Linked DNA regions of Mus musculus: region 2 is linked to region 1. A link is a contact called in public promoter capture Hi-C data. All regions are on one chromosome and are shown on one strand. The core of a region is the stretch at or near the end of the contact, and the rest is flanking DNA. Distances in the headings are between cores, read along the strand shown. Region 1 has its middle 55 kb from the start of Gm40038. Region 2 holds the start of D3Ertd751e (DNA segment, Chr 3, ERATO Doi 751, expressed).

The links. Promoter capture Hi-C pulls out the DNA fragments that hold promoters and counts their contacts.
Region 2: a promoter capture Hi-C map of hematopoietic stem and progenitor cells shows a contact between it and region 1, with 2.3 times the contacts expected there. The contact joins the promoter of D3Ertd751e here to the enhancer-like site in region 1. A contact is called at or near these places in 8 of 39 promoter capture datasets (the 3T3-L1 cell line, 3T3-L1-derived adipocytes, hematopoietic stem and progenitor cells and 3 more), 2 of 484 Hi-C or Micro-C datasets (brown adipocytes and macrophages), 1 of 115 datasets of contacts at active chromatin or transcription factors (astrocytes) and 4 of 9 other capture datasets (adipose tissue, liver, macrophages and 1 more).

What each region holds. Positions count from the first base shown.
Region 1 is chr3:41,225,448-41,231,831 of GRCm38.p6, forward strand. No RefSeq gene overlaps it. Among named protein-coding and RNA genes, the nearest start is that of Gm40038, 55 kb to the left of the region's middle. Within about 2 kb of position 3,259, at least 65 of the 459 cell types and tissues checked have an H3K27ac peak or open chromatin away from gene starts, as enhancers often do. A contact at or near this core is called in brown adipocytes and hematopoietic stem and progenitor cells, where this site is marked.
Region 2 is chr3:41,739,985-41,746,368 of GRCm38.p6, forward strand. D3Ertd751e (DNA segment, Chr 3, ERATO Doi 751, expressed) reads left to right here and starts at 2,634. Exons shown (of 6, transcript NM_001099785.1): 1 at 2,634-2,705. It overlaps Sclt1 (sodium channel and clathrin linker 1), which reads right to left and starts at 2,530. Exons shown (of 21, transcript NM_001081411.1): 1 at 2,011-2,530. The coding sequence starts at 2,044.

The DNA.
Region 1 (6,384 bases), core at 2,009-4,508:
AGAGATGAAGATCACTGGTTAAGAATGGTTCACTCTGAGAACCAAACCCGACAGTTTCCTTCAGTCCAACTTACAGCTTAATCTTTGTGTGCCGATTATACAGGAAAGTTGACTTGTAATTTGAGTTAGAGCCACATGAGACACACATCAGGTCCCTGACATGGGTGTTAGCAAGGCTTGTCAGCCCACTGCTCTAGAGAGCACGGACAAAATTTACAAAAATGCCCACGTTTGCTGAATGGGATGTGCCTTATCCACCGCTTCTCACTTGGAACTAAATAAACAGGCTTGTTCTTAATAGTCAGTCCTCCTTATCCACAACTTCTCTATCTGAGGGATCAACTAGGTGGAGGAGGAGGAAGAGGAGGAGGAGGCGATGGAGGAGGAGAAGGATGAAGAAGAGGAGGAGGAGGTGGTGGAGGAGGAGAAGGAAGAGGAGGACGAAAAGGAGGAGGAGGAAGAGATGGAAAAAGGAGAGCAGATGCTTGGCATGTATAGTACCCCCTAGTGATTTGCACAGCATTTACACTGTGTTATAAGGAACCAAGAGAAAGGATGTGGAAAATTGTGTGTCCCTTATACACAAATATTCCATTTCATATATGGATTTGAGCTTTGATGGGTTTTAGTATGTGCTGGGGTGCTGGAACCTATCCTCCAGGGATGCTGAGAGATGTGTGTGTGTGTGTGTGTGTGTGTGTGTGTGTGTGTGTACGTGTGTGTGTTGGAGATCAAGCACAGGTCTTTGCTTATGGGCTGCACCGCAGAGCAACGCCCCGACCCCACTCTGAGATAACAGGAGACACTCCTGAGATTTGAAACTCAGAAAACTCTTGTGTAAATGCCTCTTTATTATTTTTTTTGCATGTGTATGTGTGTTGTATGAATGCTTTTTTTTTGAATGTTCACATCCATGTGCATGTAAGGTTCAAAAGTTGATACCAGGTGTCTTCCTGACTGTTTCCTCCGTGTTCCCTGAAGCAGGTCCTTGATGGGTCCAGAGCTCATCAATATTGCCTATCATAGCTCCCTTCAGTGTTCTGGAGACCCTGTCTCTGTCTCCCAAGTGCCAGGATTAAAGGTGACTAGGTGACTATTTTACCCGTCTGGCTTTAATGTGGGTTCTGTGGATCCAAACTCCGGCCCTCACAAACGCACAGGGGCAGTTTGTCCACCGAGTCACCTTCTCAGTCCCCAAAGCCAGTGTTTCTTCTCCAACTGAAAGGCTTCCACTTATCTCCTGGGTTGGATGCATCTCGGTCCCAGAGCTGTAGCCATCTCTTTTCTATACATTTCCTGAAGCCGAAAAGAAAGACAAGCATGGCTTAATAAAGCCACAGCAGGGGTCTGAAGAATCAGCGAGTGCCCACTGATGCCCATAGGGGCAACTTGGAGCCAAGCCACTCCATGGAAGACCTTCTGCAGGTAGTTATTTTTGGATAACAATCTAAGATGTGTCAAAGCAGAAACAGAAATAACTGGAGGCAGAAACCATGGCTTGCTGCCTTGAAGTCATGTGTGTCCTATGGTTGATTTCAGCTTTTTTGTGACACGGTCAAAAGATCTCAGGATTTAATGCCTCTCTTCGCACAATCTCTCTCCCCTGGGGACGAGGGAACTGGGCCAAAACATTCTATAGAACCAGCACTCTAAGCAGCAGCCTCTATAGCAACAGAACAGGTAGGGAACAGCTGCAGTGGTTTCTGTCCAATTTTCCTTCCAAATAATCCAGATATCTAAGAGATAAGAAAACACAAATACCAAAAATCTCACTAGAATTCTGGATTAACGACAGCTCTGTCTTGTCTCCATTTTGATACACCAGCTGATAATTGGACTATAGCTGGGTCTAAAAATAACACACAGTATATTAAAATAATATTCCTAGGCTACATTTCCAAAGTGGTATTCTGGGACTTCTGTGCATTAATCCTGTAACAATAACAGGATTTGTGCTTTCACCTCCCCTGGCGTAGCTTTGAAAATCTAGCCCAAAGCAGCTAACATTGCTGTTTAAATCTTCCTTTCACATCTGCAGGGAAATGTGGAGATTAAAAAAAATATATGACAAGCCAACAGCTAAAATGACCTATACTTGGGAGAATCAGAGAAACACCTATTTCCTCTCAGGAACTGGGCCAATCAATATAAATATTTCAAAAGGACCATCATGCAATGAAAGCCTTGGAATTTGTATCCTACTTCAGAACACCCTAGATATTTCCAATGTGGACACATCCAGTTTTCCACTGGGGAGGGGGATGTTGTGATGGCTGAGCTGGGATGCTCTCCAGTGAATGAGTACAGGAGACTGTATTTATGTGTGCCTGTGTGGGTGTATACATGCATGTTAGTGTGTATATGAGCCTCTGTGTGTGTGTGTATTAAAGAAAGAGAGGATATGTGTGTGTGTGTGTATATATATATATATATATATATATATATATATTTATATATTTGAATGAATACATGAGCCCTGTGTGCATGTATGCTTGGGTATATGTGTATGTATATATGTGTGAACATCTGTGTGTGCTTCTGCATATATATGTATATATGTATATGTGTGTATGTATATATATATATGAGAGAGAGAGAGAGAGAGAGAAAGAAAATATATATCTTTGTGTGTATGAGCCTCTGTGTATATGTGCCTGTATGTATCTGTATGAGAGTAAAATTGAGCCTATGTGTATGTACCCCAAAATGTGTATATAAGATTGTGTGTGTATGTGTATGTCTGAGTGCATGTGTGTGAGTGGATGTGTGTCTGTGTGTGTAAGGATGGGAAAGAAGGCTGCCATTACTCTCTATGTTGAAACTTAGGTGAATCTCGGGGATTAGGTGTTACTGCTCACAGTGGCTAAGAAACTGCACATCCTAAAATCTGCACACAGTTCTAAATTGAAGCTCTAAATAGCACTGGATTGAAGTGACAGGAGTGTTTCGACAATACCATTAATTGCATTCCACTAATTGAGAAGAGCTTTTGTGCAGTTAGGTTTGTGGTGGGCTGGATTTAGTCATTTAGGTGCCCCTCAGGCTGCCTCTGCTTTCCGCCTGCCATGCCTTTGAAATTCTAAAAAGGAAAAGAAGGCCAACATGCAGAGCAATTATTTCAGAACAGATTGCCCGGTAACATTTCATATTATCACTGAAATCCATCCTTTCTGGGACAGAGTCTTGCTCTGGCCATGAACATCCAAGAGATGGCAGCACCCCTGCTCTGATGACTGGCTGTGTCCCTCCAGACAGCTCACCGCAGAGGTCTTGTCATTGCGTCACCTGAAAGCCAGTTTAGAGGGTGGAGGTGGGGGAGGCATAGCATTCTCAGCTCTCAGTTCTTCTGGAGAGTTCCGGAAACAGGCGCGTTGACTGTTTGAAACGTATTTGAAAAGGGTTTCTTTTTTTTTCCCCTTGAAATCCCCTGTTCTGTGCCATATCTTTCTAAGACCACTTAGGTGTTCCCTGGCTTTCTCCTGGAGGGAGGAAGGAAGATCTGCAGTTGCCAGGGATCCCCTGAGCCTTATTTTCAATTCCTGTCCTTCCTTTTTATAAACATGGGGAGGTGGGAATTGCATTATTAGCAATTGCGCTTTGAACATGTATGTGTTCAAGGCACTTAGCTCAGCATTGAGAATGTGACACAGCCTACATCAGGACAGCTTTTTTTCTTCCCCACCGACTCTCTCAGCAACCCTTCTCCCAATCTCCTGCTAAAAATATTCTGCAGAGCAAATAGATGTTGAGACAGCGTCAAACCCTGCAGGAATGAGTGACAGTATAACCTGCCATGCTAAGTATCAGATGCCTGACACGAAAAGCATTTGCTGACATACACGAGGGAGCGTCAAGGCTGGGTAGACAGGTCAGCGTCTAGGTCTCTGGGACCCACCCTTCTTCATGTATCCTGCCTGAATATTTGGAGAGCAATTGCTGGGACACACTGAGGTGGCCTGCTGACAGGGTTTTGAACGTGATTCAGGGGCAAGACTGTTATGGATAACTAGTGTCCCATGGCAGGCCACAGCACCTAGGACCTAGGGCCAACTCAGGGACTTCCTATGTCCACCTTATCCATTACAGAGGCTAGGACTCTGTGTCCATCATTGTGGGATCCCACTTGACTTGGCTTTGACCCAGCATCTTCTCATTGGCTCATTTCTTCAGCCTTGTGACCTCAACAATCTGTCCTCAGTCCAGGAACACGGCCACATGGTTTGTGTTTCCTGTATACAGCGTTTCAGTGTCTGATCTATGAAGCTGTTACTCAATGACTACACACTCAAGATTTCCAGTTGATGGTCAGGGCAAGGAGGAAGAGGAGAATGAACTGGCACACTACACATCTGTCTGTAGAGAGCTTTGGAGCCAGGCCACCAGAGGAATGCTGCCCAAGCATCATCACCTTCAGAAAGAGCTGCCCTTCTTCTCAGGAGGAATGTTGAAGACACTGGCAAATTACTGAGAGTGATAATGTTCTCCCAGGCTCAGCAATGGTGGGCACCCTGCTATCATTCTCTGACGGGTTTCTCAGACTTGAGGACAGTTGAACTCTTTAAATATCTGTCTGTCTATCTATCTATCTATCTATCTATCTATCTATCTATCTATCTATCTATCTATCCATCCATCCATCCATCCATCCATCCATCCATCCATCCATCCATCCATCTATCTATCTATCTATCTATCTATCTATCTATCTATCTATCTATCTATCTATCTATCTATCTATCTATCATCTATATCTATCTATCTATCTATCTATCTATCTATCTATCTATCTATCTATCTATCTATCTATCTATCTATCTATCATCTCTATCTATCTATCTATCTATCTATCTATCTATCTATCTATCTATCTATCTATCTATCTATCTGTGTGTGCCTGCTTGTTTGTATGTGCATTACATGTATCAATGTGCTCTTGGAGGCTAGAAGAGGGTATTGGATACCCTGTAACTGGAGTTACAGGTATTTGTAAGCTGCTGCGTGGATGCTGGGACCCAAATGTTGGTCCTCTGCAAGAGCAGCAACTATTCTTAGTCACTGAACCACCTTTGCACAGCCCAGAGGGTTGAACTTTTTTTTTTTTTTCCTTTTTTGGTTTTTTGAGACAGGGTTTCTCTGTGTAGCCCTGGCTGTCCTGGAACTCACTTTGTAGACCACGCTGGCCTCGAACTCAGGAATACTCCTGCCTCTGCCTCCCAAGTGCTGGGATTAAAGGCATGTGCCACCACTGCCTGGCCTGAGGCTTGAACTCTTAACTCTCCATGTTTGTGGAAATTCAGTCATCCACAATCATCTAGTCTTCAATGATTCCAGACAGCTGAAGTGCAGAACCTCTGTTTTAACTGTGGTGGCATGTAACTTTGCACAACATGTGTTTGTTTGGGTTGGGAGAGATTAGATACCAGTCTCTGTGTAATAAGCAAATCTTCCTCAGTGACACTTAATACTTTGTTTAAGAGACAGGTCGAATACTACTGCTCGGTGCCCATGGTGAATATGGCAATCAGTGCATTGGTTGTTGCCCAGTGAGTTGGCCACAGCCCTGGCTGGTAGAGCCAAGCCATCTGGAGCAGGGGCACACAGTTCATGGTAGACACAGGCCAGAGAGATGCTATGGCCTCATGGCCCTGCTCTGCTTTCCTCCAGGCATCTCCTTGTCATGCCGAGGGACTCTGGCAAAGCAAGGCAGGCCCCACAGACAGAGTGTTAGTGTTTGGTCTTTTCCACTTGCACCCCAGGACTGGGAAGTGCTCTCTTCTCCTCAGCTACTTGTCTTGAGAATCTGAACACCCCGCCTCTATTCCTTCATTCAGAGCCAGTGTCAGCCATAGATGCCAACAGGAACATATGGTCTGTGACATGAGCACAGATTGTGGTTAGGTCTTCAGAGGTGACAAAAGTCGCCAAGTACACCTGCAGAACCTTCTGTGGACAGTGAATTTGGTCACCCATCCTGTTGCTTTGCAGTATTACACGGATCATTGTCTAAAGATTTTTATTACCTGTTGTCTCCAGTTGAAAGTTTGAATGGAATAGGTGGATTATGAGTTCTATGATAGAAAGAAATAGAGTGTTCTAGCCTCTTCTCTCTTCCTGGCATGTCTAACTCAAGGGTCTTCCACTTGCTCATTGTTTCACTCCCAGTAGCTTCTCAGTCAGCCACGATCAGGGATATGGGAAGTTCTAGAGATGAATAATTTATATTTGAAGTTATACGCCACTCTGGGTGGCTTTGTGGAATCTCGTATCACCATTGCATCCTGTCGGGAACACGAGTCATTTAGGCCAAGTGATCTGTTCGCCCCACTGTGGGGTAGCCACTGTGCTATCAGACTGTGCCCATAGAGGAGTCTGAAGGCTCTGCTA
Region 2 (6,384 bases), core at 1,384-3,883, 510 kb after region 1:
AATGTTAAAGATTTACTTTATGTGTTATGAGTTTGAAGCTAACCTAGGCTATTGAGAGAATCTAAGGCCAGGTCTTCTCAAAACAAAATAAACATACAAAAACCAAAAAAAACAAAAACCAAATTAATCCAGTGAGAAGAAATTAAGATCCACTTTAGTCAATGTAGAAGGCTGGGTATGGTGGCACACGCCTTTAATCTCAACATTCTTGAGGCAGAAGGAGCAGTGTTCAAGGCCAGTGTAGTCTAAAAATCTAGTTCCAGAACACTCGGAACTGTTAAACAGAGAAACAATGCTTGAAAAAAACAAATGAACAATCAATCAATCAATCAGTAGAGAGTATGAGAGGCAAATGGAAGGATGGAGAGTCATCTTTATCTCAACAGTGGTAGGTGGTATGGCTAGTGGGACAACCCCCATCTTTAACTAGCATACAAGTTCTAGTAACAGAAAAAGCTCACAGATTCCTAACACTCATTCTTAGCTCTTCATACAAACCTTAAAATTCCATGCTTCCATTTCCTGACCTTTCAAGCCCTTGAGCTCTGATGCTTCTATGTGGGAATCTCTTCTTCCATTCTCCCTTGTGTTTTACTGACTTACAATTCAGTTTTCAATTAAAATAAATTCTCTTACTTGGGCTTGCTCAGATTTGGGACTCAATTTTTATTTAAGAATTACAGTTGCTTTATTCTTCTAAAACTCATCTTCTAAAATTCAGGTGTCTCTCCACCAAGCAAAACTCATTTACGATGATCACTCAGATTGTGATCTATCCATCTTTATAGAGTGAGGGAGGTTTTTCCTACTCATTTGCTTAAGAAATAATGCTATTGTAATGTCAACACACACACACATGGAACGTATACATATGTATGCATATATCCCACAACACTATAAATAGTGTGTATGGGGGTGGGGGAGCAGAGCATTTAACATGTATTAACCATAGGCACAGAGAAGCTAAGAATTTTGACCAAGATCAAACTTGTAAAATGTGAGAGCTAGGCAATATATGTACAGAAACAAATCTAAAGAGTATGTCCTTACTTCTGGTCTCAATGTAGAGTTCAGCATGTTTCCCCAACCTTCTCTGTAGCTCAAGAAAATACCTGAGTTTCTCTCTTTCTCTTTCAAATCTCTCAGCCTTCAATCTCTACATCTTCCTTAGGTCCTATAGGTATCCTTCTTACCTATGATTACAACTGCAGCTAACGAACTGTACTCCTCTATAAACCTCTATGTAGTGTTCAAGGCAACTGTCTTGTTTTTAAACAAAGCATTACTACCAATTCCTCAATGTTGCCAATAATTTGGACACCTAAACCTTTCTTATCAGTAAACACATAGTGGTATGTCAAGATTCTGTCCAAATGGCATCTCCTCTGGAAGTAGTTTAATAACCGCATAATAGTCAATATTTGTTTAGCTCCATGTTAGTAGATGCTATTTCAATGTTTGCTCAATAATTCCATCAACTACTTGGAATCTGATGCAAACGAGTCGGCAGTTGCTGCTGCTTCAGTGTATTTTTGGTATTTATGTATCTCCTTCTGCCAGCTACATGCTTGGAGAACAAGAATCTCCTTACATCAGCTACATGTATAGCACCTGGCACGTAATGAAACATAGGTCAACATCTTTTAAACTAACGACCTGAGCAATGCCTGGAGGTCCTAACCTGCAGGCTTGGAAACTCTTCCTGGCCATCAGCCCTCCAGTTTCTTCGAGCACAACAGACGCATTGCATTACAAATCTATTTCGTGCCTGGCCGACTCCAGTGCACGCTCAAGGAATATTCTACAAGTATTTACTAGCGTCTCAGCTTCGTTAAGTACATACATAGCCTCATGTACATCACCAAGCATTTTGTGCAGAGCACTTCTTTTTAAGTTTTTAACATTTTTCACGCTGGGACCCGACCAGCATTCACAACACATTAGTAGGTCAACGATAGCGACACTGCACCTTACAGATGAATTTTCCATCAGGGAACAGAGCGCGCTTACTTTGGTCTCTCAGTAAGTCGATTTCTGTGGCCATTTCGATATTTTAGTTTGGAGTTTTCATCACGTTTATCGATTCCTCGCAGGGGGGAAAGAAGGTATTTCTCAAACAAGCAAGCAATCGAACAACAACAAAAAAGCAGCCTCCCGCTGTGAGGGCAAACAAAAAGCTAAGGGGTCGCAGGGGCAGCCGAGCCCTGGCGCGGAGACATCAGCATCCCACTCACGCGGCGGCGCAGCCCGGCCCGCCGCTCCGCGGAACCCAGGCGACGCGCCTCAGACTCCGTTCCGCGCTCGGCCGGACCCGGCCGGACGAGAAGGGCCGCGGAGCCGCGCGCGGCCGGAGGGCGCCGAGTTCCCGTCAGACCGCGCGGGAGGATGACCCTGCGACGCGCCTGGCTGGGCGGCAGCGTCCCCGCCGGCTGAGGGGCGACGCCAGGGCCGCGGGAAAGCAGGAGCGGCCGCGGAGTCCACTCGGCCCGCCCTGCGACTTTGAAAGCGGTGCCCCAGACCGTTCCTTGGAGACGGTGACGCCGCGTCCGTCATCACGCGTGCGTCGGTAGGCGTCATTGCGCCGTCTCAGGCGCAGGCAGGTGATTGGCTATCTGTCAGGCGGTGGGCGGGTCCCTGAGGCCGCGTTGGGGGCTGAGTGGGTTGCTTGGCGCCTTCCGCAGTGGCGCAGCGAGTGTCTGTCTGAGGTAGTGTGGCGCATTTTTAATTTAATTAATTTTTTTTTTTTTGTATGGAAACTGTGATAGGAGCAGGCACTAACTAGGTAGGGATTTTCATTGCCCACCCCCGAGTCTTGGTTTTGCAGACACTAAGCGTCTGTGGGAGTCTGTGCAGAGAGGTCTGTGAGTCCTCGGGCTGAGGTGACTCAAGGTCCCCTCACCCCGCCCCCCAGTTTAGAGCTGTCGCTCCTAGGTCTGAAACTGGTTCTTGTGCCTAGAAAAGAGAACTATTGTCCAATATTTAACCCTGTGGCTTCAAGAAGGCACCTGGTCAGGATCCAGGATAGCCTGCAAATCTAGCAGGTATTTCAGAGATGTTTCTTCGGATTTAAGGAAAGATAAAATTCTGCAAAAATAAAATGAAATTTGTACTGGGGCATAAACTACCGTTCACAGTTTTACGAAGTGATATTATGAGTATTTGAGCTGTAAAGCTTGAAACATAAAACATACACAAAATATTGGGGGCAAAAGACATTAGCGATAAAAAAATGCTCACTTGAAGTTTATCATTGGCTTTTGAGGCTTTTAATTGATTATATTTTTATGCATTGAAATACAGTTTCTTTAAATATGCTCAGGGCCTGAGATAGCTTGGTTATGAAGTGCTTGCCTGGAATTCCCCAGCACCCACATAAAAAGCCAAGCAAATCCCCTTTAATTTAAAGATTAAATGGCCTTTAATAGTAGTGCTTGAGAGGAGCAGACAGGATGAGGGAAAAGGGTGCTCTCTATCCAGCAGCCTAGACAAATTTGAAAGTGACTCCAGAGTCAGTAAGTCATTGTCGCAAAAAGTAAAATCAGGCATGTTAATAAGATTTTTTTTTCCTGTTTGATAATATCTGGTGAAAATAAAGGTAGGTTAAAAAAGGTGAACAGCCTTTGAGAATGACATCCCACTGATACTCTGCCTCAAGCTCAGTCCATACACAGCTATAGACGTACTCCCCCACGTGGACACACACAAAAACAAAACAAAAGGCATGTATGCCCTGGATGAAGTTTGGCTTTTTGTTTAACCGTTGAAGACGTTTAGTAATCTTGTACTCATAAAACAGTATCAACAGTGTTACCCTCATTCCTCTAAAAAGAGTCGCTGCTAAATATGTATGTGTTGGCACTAGCCATGCAAAGGGTTAGTTTAGCTTTGAATCAGTGAAAATTCAACCCGGTCTGGTTTTTAGTGGCCATAAACGTAACAAAAAAAAAAAAAACACACTGATTGTGCAAGCTCCATTTCTTTTTTAGGTTCACTATAGGGTACTTTCTGAGGAACATTTTTTATTGACTCAAAAAGATTTTCCTACATTTGGTAGGAATATATTAGGGTGAAGAAAGCCAAGTGTGACTTCTGTATTAAAATTATCAATGGTTTTGTCTAAACTGAGTAGTGAAATAGAACTTTGATATTTGCACTTGAAGTGCTTGTTTTTATATGATCATGGTCAAAATAAGCACAAGCCAGTTGAAGTTTCATGCATTGAAAACTAATGGCAGGTTTCACTGGTAATTTTAATAAATTGACACTAAACATCTAGTATTGACATTAAACATGCTAGGCTTCTGTCTAGCAAACCTTCAGAACATATGAAATAGGAATCTAAGTAAGCGAATTGGAAAGCTAGCTCATCACAGCAAGAATTTGAGCCCAGAAAATATGGCTTCAGTATCACAACCGTTGACCACCATGTGATATAAATTATGCTGAATGTTTTAATGTTTATAGCTAGCTTCTAATTGCAATAAATGAATGGCTACTTTACATGTTTTATTATAATCTCCAGTGATTTACTGTTCATTTTTCAAATGGTTTTATAATGTGTTGTAATGTGTTGCTGAGTTAGCCTTCCCCCTTAAAACAATTAAAAAGACATAAGCACCCAGAATTCAAATGGTGTGATTAAAAACCTTCAGATGTTCCTTTGTGTGTCCTCTCAACATTTTCACTGAAAAATCAGGTTTGTCTGTTTCAGAATTCCTAGTTCCTCCCTCTAGAACGCAGGAGCAACTGGGCAGAGCCTAAGAGGGAGCTCACTGCTCAGACCTGGGCCAGAGACCACAGCTAGCACCAAACTTAGAAGAGCTTCCAGGTCTGTGTCCTATCGGTTCCTATTGGTATGTCCTTTGAGCATCTCTTCAAAGTCTGTCTTTACTTGGACTGAAACCATTTGATAGTCCCATTGCCTCCAGCTGGCAGGTTCCCTGACTTTACTTTCTTCTCCCTCCTTTTCTTTTAGAAATGTGTGCTGCAGTGTCAGATGCGAACTAAAAAGCAGTATGGACTGTAATAAAAAATTAAAGATTTTGTTTTTTGTTTTTGTTTTTTTTTGTAAATGAAGGAACTTGGAAATTTTCCTTAAAAATCATTTTATTGAAACAAATATTCCTTAACATTTCTTTTAAACTTTTTTTTTTTGTCTCCCAAGCAAACGTGTCTCTCTTTTGATTTCCTTACGTAGAAATTAAAACAATTGAAGTTTTAACTCTTTTTAAAGTATAAGTCGAAGAAGATAAGCTAAAAGTGAAAACTACAGCTTAACAACCTTGTTTTAAGAAAGCTGCTAGTAAAACTGTAGTAGGCTAGTGATCAACTTGGAAGTATTAATTCTGACTGATGGTTCATCAGAGTGATGAAGGTTTATGAGGTCTAACATTAAGCGGTTGGACTTTGAAATATTTTCACCTTATTCATTTGTAATTTTTATTGTAATGAGCTCACAAATAAAATACATAACCGAGTTAAGGCAGCCTGTCAAACAAATAGTCCCACACTCCCAAAGGCTTTGCATTGCTGTGCAGTACCTTCAGAACACCCAGGGTGGCCTCATTCAGGGCTTTACCCTCTCACTACCAACTACGTTTTTATGTACTTCTCCACCATCAACAAACAAACAACCCCGCTCCCCCAAAAAAGCTGTGACAAAGTTGAGGCTAGAAAAGCAATTAGCTTACATCCTCTTCATGACTTGTGTCCTTTTGTCTGCCACTGCCTTTCCTCGTCACTTAGTATTACTTGCCCTTAGACTCCTTTCTAAATATTATACCCATACTTGAAGCTATTTCCATATGAACATGTATACATTAAAGTCTGCTCATGTATTTACCTATATACATTATACATAATGCAACACTACATGGACCCAGCATATTATATTTATGTATTTATGCATATTTATGCATGAATGTGTCTTATTAAAGAAAAAGAGAACAATAGAGACAATATGTGAAAATAGAAGGAGGGGAACATTGCAGGGGGAACATGAACATGATATAGTAATAAGGGATTGAAGATGATCAGTATACTATATATGTATGAAATGTTATAAGAGTGCATTAATAAATGCTAAGAAAAATAGAAATATACCTACTGATAATGATTTTATATATGTATATATTTACATATATATATATATACATACATACATATAATGTTATGTTAACATCTGTCAGAAACAAAACAAATTTGTGTACTAATGAGATGGATATATTTATTTTTACACAAATGATTAAATCTTGGCTAAATATGGAAAAACATAAACTCATATAGTTAAGTACATGTAAAATTTCTGCAGTGGACTTAGTCATAACATTCACAGTGACGTTTTTTGCATACACAAAGAAACAGAGCTACATCCAGACTAAAAGT